2 separate regions of the Gossypium hirsutum genome follow, and region 2 is linked to region 1. Evidence: chromatin contacts called from public Hi-C data. All regions are on one chromosome and are shown on one strand. Each heading gives the region's core, a stretch centred on a gene start, on an enhancer-like site or on the middle of the called end of the contact. The rest is flanking DNA. Distances are from core to core; before and after follow the strand shown. Region 1 holds the start of LOC107924827 (pentatricopeptide repeat-containing protein At3g18110, chloroplastic). Region 2 holds the start of LOC107924794.

The links. A called contact is a pair of places that touch in the nucleus more often than the background predicts.
Region 2: a Hi-C map of leaf shows a contact between it and region 1, with 1.9 times the contacts expected there. The contact joins the promoter of LOC107924794 here to the promoter of LOC107924827 in region 1. A contact is called at or near these places in 7 of 34 Hi-C or Micro-C datasets (callus, leaf and seedling).

What each region holds. Positions count from the first base shown.
Region 1 is chrA02:101,234,189-101,239,120 of Gossypium_hirsutum_v2.1, forward strand. LOC107924827 (pentatricopeptide repeat-containing protein At3g18110, chloroplastic) reads right to left here and starts at 2,239. Exons shown (of 4, transcript XM_016855438.2): 1 at 1-2,239. The coding sequence starts at 2,114.
Region 2 is chrA02:101,665,803-101,670,734 of Gossypium_hirsutum_v2.1, forward strand. LOC107924794 reads right to left here and starts at 2,313. Exons shown (of 6, transcript XM_016855390.2): 1 at 1,845-2,313; 2 at 1,527-1,745; 3 at 1,261-1,427; 4 at 311-392; 5 at 106-174. The coding sequence starts at 2,117.

The DNA.
Region 1 (4,932 bases), core at 989-3,488:
CAGCATCTAATAAGGGACTCATACATGGTAGAACTCCTGCTAAATGAACCAGATTCTCTAGCATTACTGTACTCCTTCAAGGCAGCATCTAACTGGCAAGCCTCACAAAGTACGACAACTAGAGCTTCAGTTATCAGTTTACTGGGCCCTTCAGTGTGTTCTTTCAAGAACTCAAGTACTTCGCATGCTTCTTTGTGCCTGCCAGATGAACTGTATGAACTCAAAATAGACAACAAATTTTCATCATCTAGCGCTTCACCATTACTTATGCCTAATCTCAGCATCTGTACAGCCAGGTCATAGCATTCACCCTTGACAAGGAAAGAGGAAATAGTTTGAAGATTCATACCACAAAGTTCTTTCATGTCTCCAACCACCATTTTTATTTCTTCCACTTTATTTTCCTTTGTTAGTGCCTGAAGCATCACCTCATAAAGTATATTATCTGGTGTGAAACCATCACGAACCATTTCCTGGTACATCACCCATGCTTTTGTTATTTCATTACATCTCAAAAGGATATCCAACATGACAGAGTATGCCAGGAAATCAGGTCTAATCCCAGATTTCCGCATGCAATTAAATGTATCCTCAGCCTCCACAGCCATTCCAGCCTTAGCATACCCACAAATCAAAGCACTACAAGTCCGCACAGTAGGCTTAACACCTGCATCCAACATCTCTGACATCAAATTAGAAGCCTCCTTTATCTTATTTGCTTTCCCTAGGGAATCGATCAAGACTGTATATGTTACCACATCTGGATTCCGCCCTGACAATTTCATGTCCTTGTAAAGCTGCAATCCCAATTCATGCTGGCCCTGCTTCCCATACATGTGAATAATTGTATTATAAGTCATCTCATCTCTACCGAACCCCATTTCAATCATTTCTTCACAAATCTCTTTTACCTTGTCCACATTTCCTTCTCTTGCAAAAGCATATAACAATGAATTATATGTGACTGCATCCGGGAAAAACCCTTTAGACTCTAAATCCCTAAACAGCTGCTCAGCTTTATATGCCATCCCACATCTCCCATACACCGAAATCATAGCATTGTAAGTCCATAAATCAGGTTGACAATTATGGCTGTCCATATCGTCAAAAACCTTCATTGTCTCCTCCAAGTTTGATTCCCTAGAACAAGCACTAATAAGAGTATTATAAGTTATTATATCTGGCCTAAGACCAGACCTCCTGACCTCATTCAAAAGCTTGATAGCTAAATCAGGCACCATAGCTCCTGCTTTCAATCTGGCATTTATTAAAGTATTGAAACTCACGAGGTCAGGCTCACACCCTCTCTTACGCATTAAATCAAGCAGTTCCTGCACTTTCTGAAACCTTCCATTTCGTGCATAAACACCCATCATGGCATTATAAACCTGGACGGTATTTCCAACAGCAGGCTCAGCCCTGGTAAAGATTTCAACAGCTAAAATCTCCTGATTGGCCTTCCCCAGCACAGCCAAGATAGTAGCAAGCATCCTGGCATTAGGGGAATACCAGTTCTTCAAATTTAACCACTCATAAACTTCCAGGGCACGTTGCCAGTTCTCCTGACCAACATATTTCACTAGGAAGCAAAAATCGGTTGGTGTCATCTGAACTTTCCTATCATCCAAAACATCAGCAACAAACTGGTCTTGTTCCAACCCCAAAATCCTGTCTGTCAAAAACTTTACTCTTTCTCTCCAATCTTTGGCCCTTTTCAATGCCAGTTTACTCATTTTCTTAACTCTAGTCTTACTTACTCTCCCCAACTTCTCCTGGGTCTCATCGTTCACTTCCAAAGTTTCAGACTTTGAGGACTCCAAAGACAATTCAGCTTCCTTAACAACATGGGTAAGTTGAGGAGAGGTAGGTGAAAAATGGGTTTGACTTGAAGGGTAAGTTTCAGCTAGTTGAAGTTGAAGGTGAGGCCATCTCTCAGATGGGGAGGCTCTGCTATAGCTAAATGTGATGTTATTACTAGAGCTGTCATTTGAGTGTTCATTTAGTGAAGGAGTTGAGATGTGGGAAGAAGAGCAAGAGATAGAGGTGTTCATGCATACCTTTGAAGTAGGAGAGGCAAAGGTTACAACAAGTCCTCCATTGCAAGACATGGCCATGGCCAAGGCCAATGCCCTCTTGCCTTCTCAAAGTTCAAGCCGAGTGATGCGGAAGAAAACAAGATAAAAGATATTTCTCCCCCATTGCTTTTGGCGGGGGGCGGAGCGGATGTTTATTCTGGAGTTGGGAGTTGCTGGTCGAATAGATGTTTCTGTTTCCCTAAAAGTTGGGTCCAACTTGGTTTGGGTTTAATTGGCCCATCTGACTTCCAAGCCTACAGAATTTCATAAAATTACTACTTTGGTCACTCAAGTTTGAAGATGCTCCTATTTTGGTCACTTAAAATGTTTTTTCTCAATTTCATCACACGTGTTAGAAAAATTATAAATTTTTAGACTTAAATCCCTAATGGTACATTGATGTGTCCTAATAAAAAAAATTTAATTCTCAACATTTACTTTTTTTTAGTTTAACTCTAATTCTAAAATTTTAAAATATTTAATTATAAAAAAATTTAATATATATGTGAAAATTATTTTTAAAAAAACTCTAATTTCTCTATAATTAAGAATCTCATAAATCAAAGAAAATGTTATTGATGACAAAAAGAAACCTAATTAGCTTAGGTCAATTTAGCTGTGGAATCCACACTCGAAAGAGATTTTTTTTTTTTTTTAGTTTCTGACTTTTCATTCTGAATCTCTGAACAATAAAGAAAATGAAAAGATTTAATAAACTAGACGTCTTTTTCCTTTAATTGTAGGATGTGGTTAAAAATGGAAATGACTTTAAAATATAATATATTAAAATAAATATTTTTTAACAAATTAAAAATTAATAAAAAAATCTTTATACTTAAATAATACTAAAATAGTTGCAACTTAGCAAGTAAATATCTCTAAAATAATAATAAAATTAACAATAAAATGAAAGTTATATAATATCCAAATAATAACAATAAAATATTAACAATATAATAGTGAAAAAACTTATTTGGTTTGAGCCGAGCCAAAAAATCTCATCCGATGTTCAACTCAGAAAATAAATTTTATTTTTTATCATAACTTAATTTTCAGATTTATATTTTATTCAAATTCACTAACTTTTTAATTAAACTTTTAAATTTAAATGAATAATCCAGTACATAATTAATTCCGGTTACATATAAAGAAAAACATAGTTGAGAGCAAAGGCATAGCAGGCGACAATAGAAATGCGAATAAAGAGGAGAGAGAAGTGGCAGCCTCAAAAAAAGCGAAGGTAGTGCTGGTCATCAGAGTTGCATAGGTACTTCTTGCAAGCTTTTGAGCAACTCGGTGGTTCACATATCGAATTGTTTTTCCATTGCAATTTATTTCAATTTCTTTTTTTATTTATTTATAGAATTGGAATTTGTTTTTCAGTTGCAATGCCTAAGCAATTTAGGGAGCTGATGAAGGTTGATGGGCTTACAAATGATTAAGTTAAAAAGCCATTTACAGGTTTGTAGTACTAATTTAAATCATTAAATGTTATTCACAATAAACTAAAAGCATGTAAATATGATTGTAATACCTCTAATTTGAATTGGCCACGATATCAATCAAACAATGCTATCATTGATGCTCAGAGGCATCTCTAGTAATCCTATTGACTATACAATACCTATATTCGATCAAAACAATTCTAATTACTATTAAACATTAGATTTATAAATGCTAATTATAAACCTCAGCTTGCCTATATAAACGTGCTAATCTTCGAAATTAGGCTTAGGGTATTGGCACGTTTGAGGATGGTATTGATACCCTATGACTTGAAGTTATTTGTAAAACCTCTTACTTAGATTGTCTGTGATTTTAAATAAGCGGTGTTATATTTTATGTTCGAAGATACTTATAATTTTTCTTAACACATTTAAGATCATTACGAAACATGTTATGATAATAAACAACAAAAAAAATCTAAAATAAAAAAAGTAATTTCATTAGCCATTCGAGACTGGCATCACATGATAAACAATTAAAACATAATATAAACGCATAAGCATATAATAAGCAAAATGCTTATTCTAATCGACTCGGTTACAGATTACATATAACCCCATTATACAACAACTTATCAAATCTAAGCTTACTACCATTTTAAACATAAATCACAATATCACTTCTACGGGTTACTATTTTATTGATTTATTTCAATTTTTATTCATAAGCTTTCCCCTTTTTACTATTCTTCTATCAAATGCACATTTATTAATCTGTCACTCGATTCCATTATACTTTGCTTACCATAACATTTCATCATAATATTCATTTCCAGACTTAATTATTAGATTACAGTACTTTTGACTTAATCCTCATTTCAAAAACACAAATAATTCAAAACATCATACATCATTTATGCTAATATATAGTGTACAATTTCGATTCTGCCCAAGCCTCAAAAGCTCAATACATCCAATTCACACCCAAATCCAACAAGCCCAAATCAGACAAAAAAAAAGAAAACAAAAAAACCAATTAAAATTACAGCTCAAAAACAAATTGAAGGTCCGATGGCCCAAAGTGTTAAACACTTTCAGAAAAAACCTAATCTCCCTAACCCTAGGTGCGCCGCACCTAGGTCTTCAACTACCCTCTGCCACCGCTCCTCTGACACCACCAACTCCTCTACCACCGCCGTTGACCCCCTAGGCCTGCAAAATAGAAATAAAAAAAGAAACCAAAGAAGAAAGCAAAGCAAAAACAGTAGCAAATAGTATACTAAAGTTATTGTATTTGGCTATAAAAGAGCCTCAAACAGACAATGTATTTTGGGGAGGACACATATAGATATCAATCAAAAGCAAAGAAATTTTTAAAAAAAGGTGACTTTTCCTTTCTTTTCGCAAGTTTA
Region 2 (4,932 bases), core at 1,063-3,562, 430 kb after region 1:
TTTTATATTTTCTATACCCCTCTTCTTTTTTATATTGATTACTGCTGTCAATTTTAGATGATTAAATCGAATAAGAAGTTTAAATTCTTTTTCTGAGAAACTTGCCTGCTCATCAAAAGGTTTCTGTGCAGTGTATATGTATCCGCAGTCAAGGCAAATATGAGTAGCTCTTGCCTGCAAAATTCTGCATTCCATTAGTACTTTCAACATGTGCTATATAGTCTCATTTAATACACACACAAATGTAACTTAGTATGCTAATCTTTATCTAAAGTGAAGTATAATCTTAGTTGGCCAAAGCTATGTTTGCCTTTTGAGCCTCAGTAAGTTTCCTTCCGAAGCGAGGTGGTGCCGGTCGTTTTGGTAGTCGTTTAACATCAACTTCTGCACCTCTGCAATACATCAAAAGGACTGTCAGATGGCATTTTTTGATGTATTCTCAAGGCTAATACATCATTTTATTGTGTCCAGTAACCGGGTACAACCACATGGCATCTTTTTGGTATGAAAGAACCCTTTCGAGGATAGGAGTTGAAAATGCTGGAATTCAAACTCCAGTTCTGCTAAATACCACTTCTTTAAGGTGGCTACATGAATAGGCTGAGCAAAGCTATGAGCTCAACCAGAAGTCATTTTTATTGGCAATCTTTACTGGACTTCTTCATTTAAGAGAATAATAAAAATAGACTTAGTAGCAGTATAGCAGCTATGCCAACATATCACTGTCTCCTTTCTCAAAGTGAATCGGTATCCATATTCTTCAAGGAAAAAAGAAAAATAACATCCTAGAGGAGGTTTAGCTGCAATATTTCCATTGGGAAAAGGAAAGAAAAAGAACAGAAGAAAAGGACCCTTGTTTGTCTAAACCCTCTGGTAAGCTCCCTCATTTTAGTGAATGGCCAAAATTCGAAAGTGCAAAAGGAGATCATATACTACTATATCTTGATTTGCTTCACTACACACTATAGCACGTTTTCTTGGCATGAAGCCTAATCCATTCATGGATTATTCCCCATGGGACAATCATATTCAATAAATGAGTTTGTATTTAAATCTATAAAGTGAGAAATAACCTTTTATTGACTAAAATTTGTGACTTTGTAACCCACAACAAAGAAGAAATTTTACCGTCTTCTTTGTTATTCCATGAATTTATATCAAATTATCAACAAAAGCTTCCTCCTTTCTACCTATTCACTGAAATTATACAACTAAATTTAGATAAATGATAAGAAGTGAAATTTAGATAAGAAAGCAAACCTGCTAACAACAAAATATACAGAATCGGGCTTTGCCTGTATGGCAGTTTTAGTGAACCCAAGCTTATCTGCAGGCCAAAGTTCATCCCCAAAGAAACTGCTAGTGTAAAGTACCTGATCCCCTGCCTTAAGCCCTGCTTTTGCTGCATTCCCACCCCCATCAACAGCCTGTAGTTGTATCCATCCATTTAAAAAACCACATTGAATTGGAAAGAGAAAAGGCCAAAATACTGTCACATCAATGATGGAAGAAACATCAAAACTTACAGTGATAACTACACCACCTCCTTGCTTCTGACCTAATGTCAAACCTAAAGGCTTGTCAACCTCAACCTCTATAGTTTTTGAAGCACCGGCAGTTCTTGCAGTGATCTCAAGTCCTCTTCCTACATGACTGGAACAGACACTGCTCTTTTTCTCAGCTATGAAGAAATCTGAGATACCCCCTTTGGCCTCTTGAAGAGACAAGCCTTGGAGTGCGGTTTTCTGTACATGCATGGGACAAAATGAGAGGTTTCAGTTAATTGGGTACTGAAGTGAAAGCAGTTTGAGAGAGGATTCAGATGACATGACAAACAGTCATACCTGTGAAGTATTGAATGCCTTGGGAGAAGGGGTGGAGGTAGTTTTGTTGGAGTAGTTCTTCCTGCTGGTGAAGGCGGCAGAACAAGAAGAAGAGGCACCTGCAATCACAGCTGATGACATGGTTGAACAATTGGCAGTGGAAGAGAAAACAGGAAAAGAAAAGGATTTGAGAGGTTTAGTTATGGGCTTTGTTGAGTGAGGTGGCGTGGCTGCTTTGGTGTTGTTCAAGTTGTGTGGATACAAAAGGAGGGTATGACTAGATAAAGCAGGCATATGCTGACAGCCACACGCCCTTCCTAGGCCACTCCTCTCAATTCCACAAATCAGTATTTATTTATTATTATTATTATTTATTAAGTATTGGCGAGTTACATTTTCTTTTTAAAATATAGTTATGTATAATTAATACTTTTCGAACTATAAGAAATATTGATTTTTGAAAAAAAAAATCGGTTTGCTGTTATGTTCCAATTGATTGTCTCAAACATTATTTACAAAATAATTGTAGCTGTAAATAGTAGGAAATTACAAAATAATCTTTCACATAAGAACTCCAAAAGAGATGACTCAAAATAACATTCAACTAGCTTATTTATTTAAAGAAAAATGATTGTATAAAACTGTAATTTCACGTTATTCTTATCCTTTTATAATATGAGAATGACAAATTAGATTTTTATTCCTAATTTTTAGCATTTATTAGAAAATTAAAAGAAAAAATCTGATTTGTCATCCTCTTATCAGAAAATGATAAGAATGACGTAGAATAAAAAATTATTCTCGCCTATTTATTATCTAGAGTCAATAAGATATGGTTTATATTAAATCCTTTATCTATAATTTAAATTTCAAATGCTAAAATTCAGTTCCAAGCAAATTTAAAAACAATTTTAGCACTATGTAAAACTAATTCAAACAAGTTAAGGCTAAAGTTTGCTGTCAATAAACCACTCCTCTTCCTTCTCCCGTCAAATATAATAAAAACAGTTTCAGCTCAAATAAAAAATTATTTGTTGATAGGAAACCAACAAAAATTAAACAAGTCACAAATGCGAACAAAACACACCGCATTTTAATTGTCTAAATTTGTCCCTAGAGATGTTTAAACAATTCATGCAACAACTAAACTAAAGGCAGTTAATCTTGAAAAAAATATGGTTCAAAAATGGTTTTCTTGTATAGCAGAAAATAAAAATTTTAAAAACTAAATTGATTTGTAATATTTATAGCAATGAACCCTTTATCGAAATTACACCTGTGTTTTCAATTAGACTGATCCTTGTCTTTTTTAACTTTCAACCGAACGGCCTTCTCCACTATTCTTATACTACGAACTACTTTGAGTGTAGGCTTGAATGATTCAAATCAAATACAGTACCAAAAATAGTTTTCTTTACTTTCAGTGTGAAAGTAAAATCTCTTCTTAATAGAAACCAACAAAATTGTTATTCCGGAAAATAGATTTAATATTTAGAGAATAAACTCTCACTATTTTCATGCAAAATAACAACATCTTAAAATTGTGTAATTAGCCCTACTGGTGTCATCTACTTATAGAGAGAAGAAGTAAAACTCTTGTTGAATTGTAGAAATCTATTTCAAATAGAAAAATAAACTCCAAGTCTAACTAGAAGTATTGGGGGTGACAACCGTAATTAATAATACTAGGGTTTGCTGTTCAACCCTTTAACATGAGGGGCTTTGGGCCCTTCTCATAACGGGTCCAATTACAAATACTTCTTGAATTTTTAACCCAGTATTTCATAATTCGGTCCAACCTAATATATATTTTTCTATTTCCCAAAATAAACATCTCAAATTAATTTAAATTAATTTCCCAATTAAATAATTTTCTCAACCCAATCCTAATTCTGTTAAATCATGAAGACCTTGTCGTAAAAGAATCTATAAGAAAATATATTTAACATTTTGGGTCCACTATGACCAAATGATTTATTTCCATTTTTGAAAAACCATAATTCATTTCCAAGTCATTTTCATTTTGGAGAAAACCACATTCATTTCCAAATATTTCTCATGTTTCCATTTTCACCATTTCTTTTCATTTCTGTTAATTTGATTCAACATGCAATTCATTTATGGTCTCAACGAGGTAGCAGAAAGACCGATTGAACATATGTAATTAGGGCTCAAATATTTTATAATTAAGTTCTCGCTTTTCATCTATTAATTATAAACTCATTTAGTCACGAAGTTATTCCACTAGAGTATCGTGATTGAGCTTTCCTCAACGACATACCATTACAAAAGCAACTCAATCAGTGCTCATCCAATGACCTTGTCATAAGTGTGTTACCCTTATAGGATATCCTTAATCTCTTTGGGATAAATCCGTTCTCCCAATATGATCCTTGTAACACCCCTTACCCATGTCTGACACCGGGATAGGATACGAGGTATTACCGGACTTAAACACCAGCAAACATACACAACCGTCCATAAAACTTCGTTCAATTTAAAACCATTCATACACATGCAAATTGTCCCTTATATAGGCCTACGAGGCCTAAAACATACATCGGGAGTAGTTTGGGACTAATCCTAGAACTTTAGAAAAATATAGAAAAAATTTCATGAAACAGGATCACATGCTCGTGTGGATAGACCGTGTAGTCTCACACGCCCGTGTGGCTTAGGACACGCTCGTGTCCTCAGCCCATGTAACTCTCTATTTATGACATCATCAACACAAATAGGGTCACATGACCAAGTCACACACCCGTGTGCTTAGACCATGTGGCGAATTAAATTCCAAAATCAAGTGCAGACTTCACACGGCCTGGGCACACGCCCATGTCCTAAGGCCGTGCCCTTTACATGGCAGAGACATACGCCTGTGTCTCTGCCCGTGTGTTTACTACTGGGCATTCTGTTTTGCATTAATTAGGGTGCAGGGGACGCACAGTCAAATCACTCGCCCATGGGTTTAGGGTTTAAAGTTTTAAAGCTTTAGGGTTTTAGAGTTTAGGGTTTAAGTTTTAGGGTTTAGGGTTTATAGTTTATGTTTTAAGGTTTTATGGTTTAGGGTTTAGGGCTTAAGGTTTAGGGGACGCAAGGTCGAATCCAA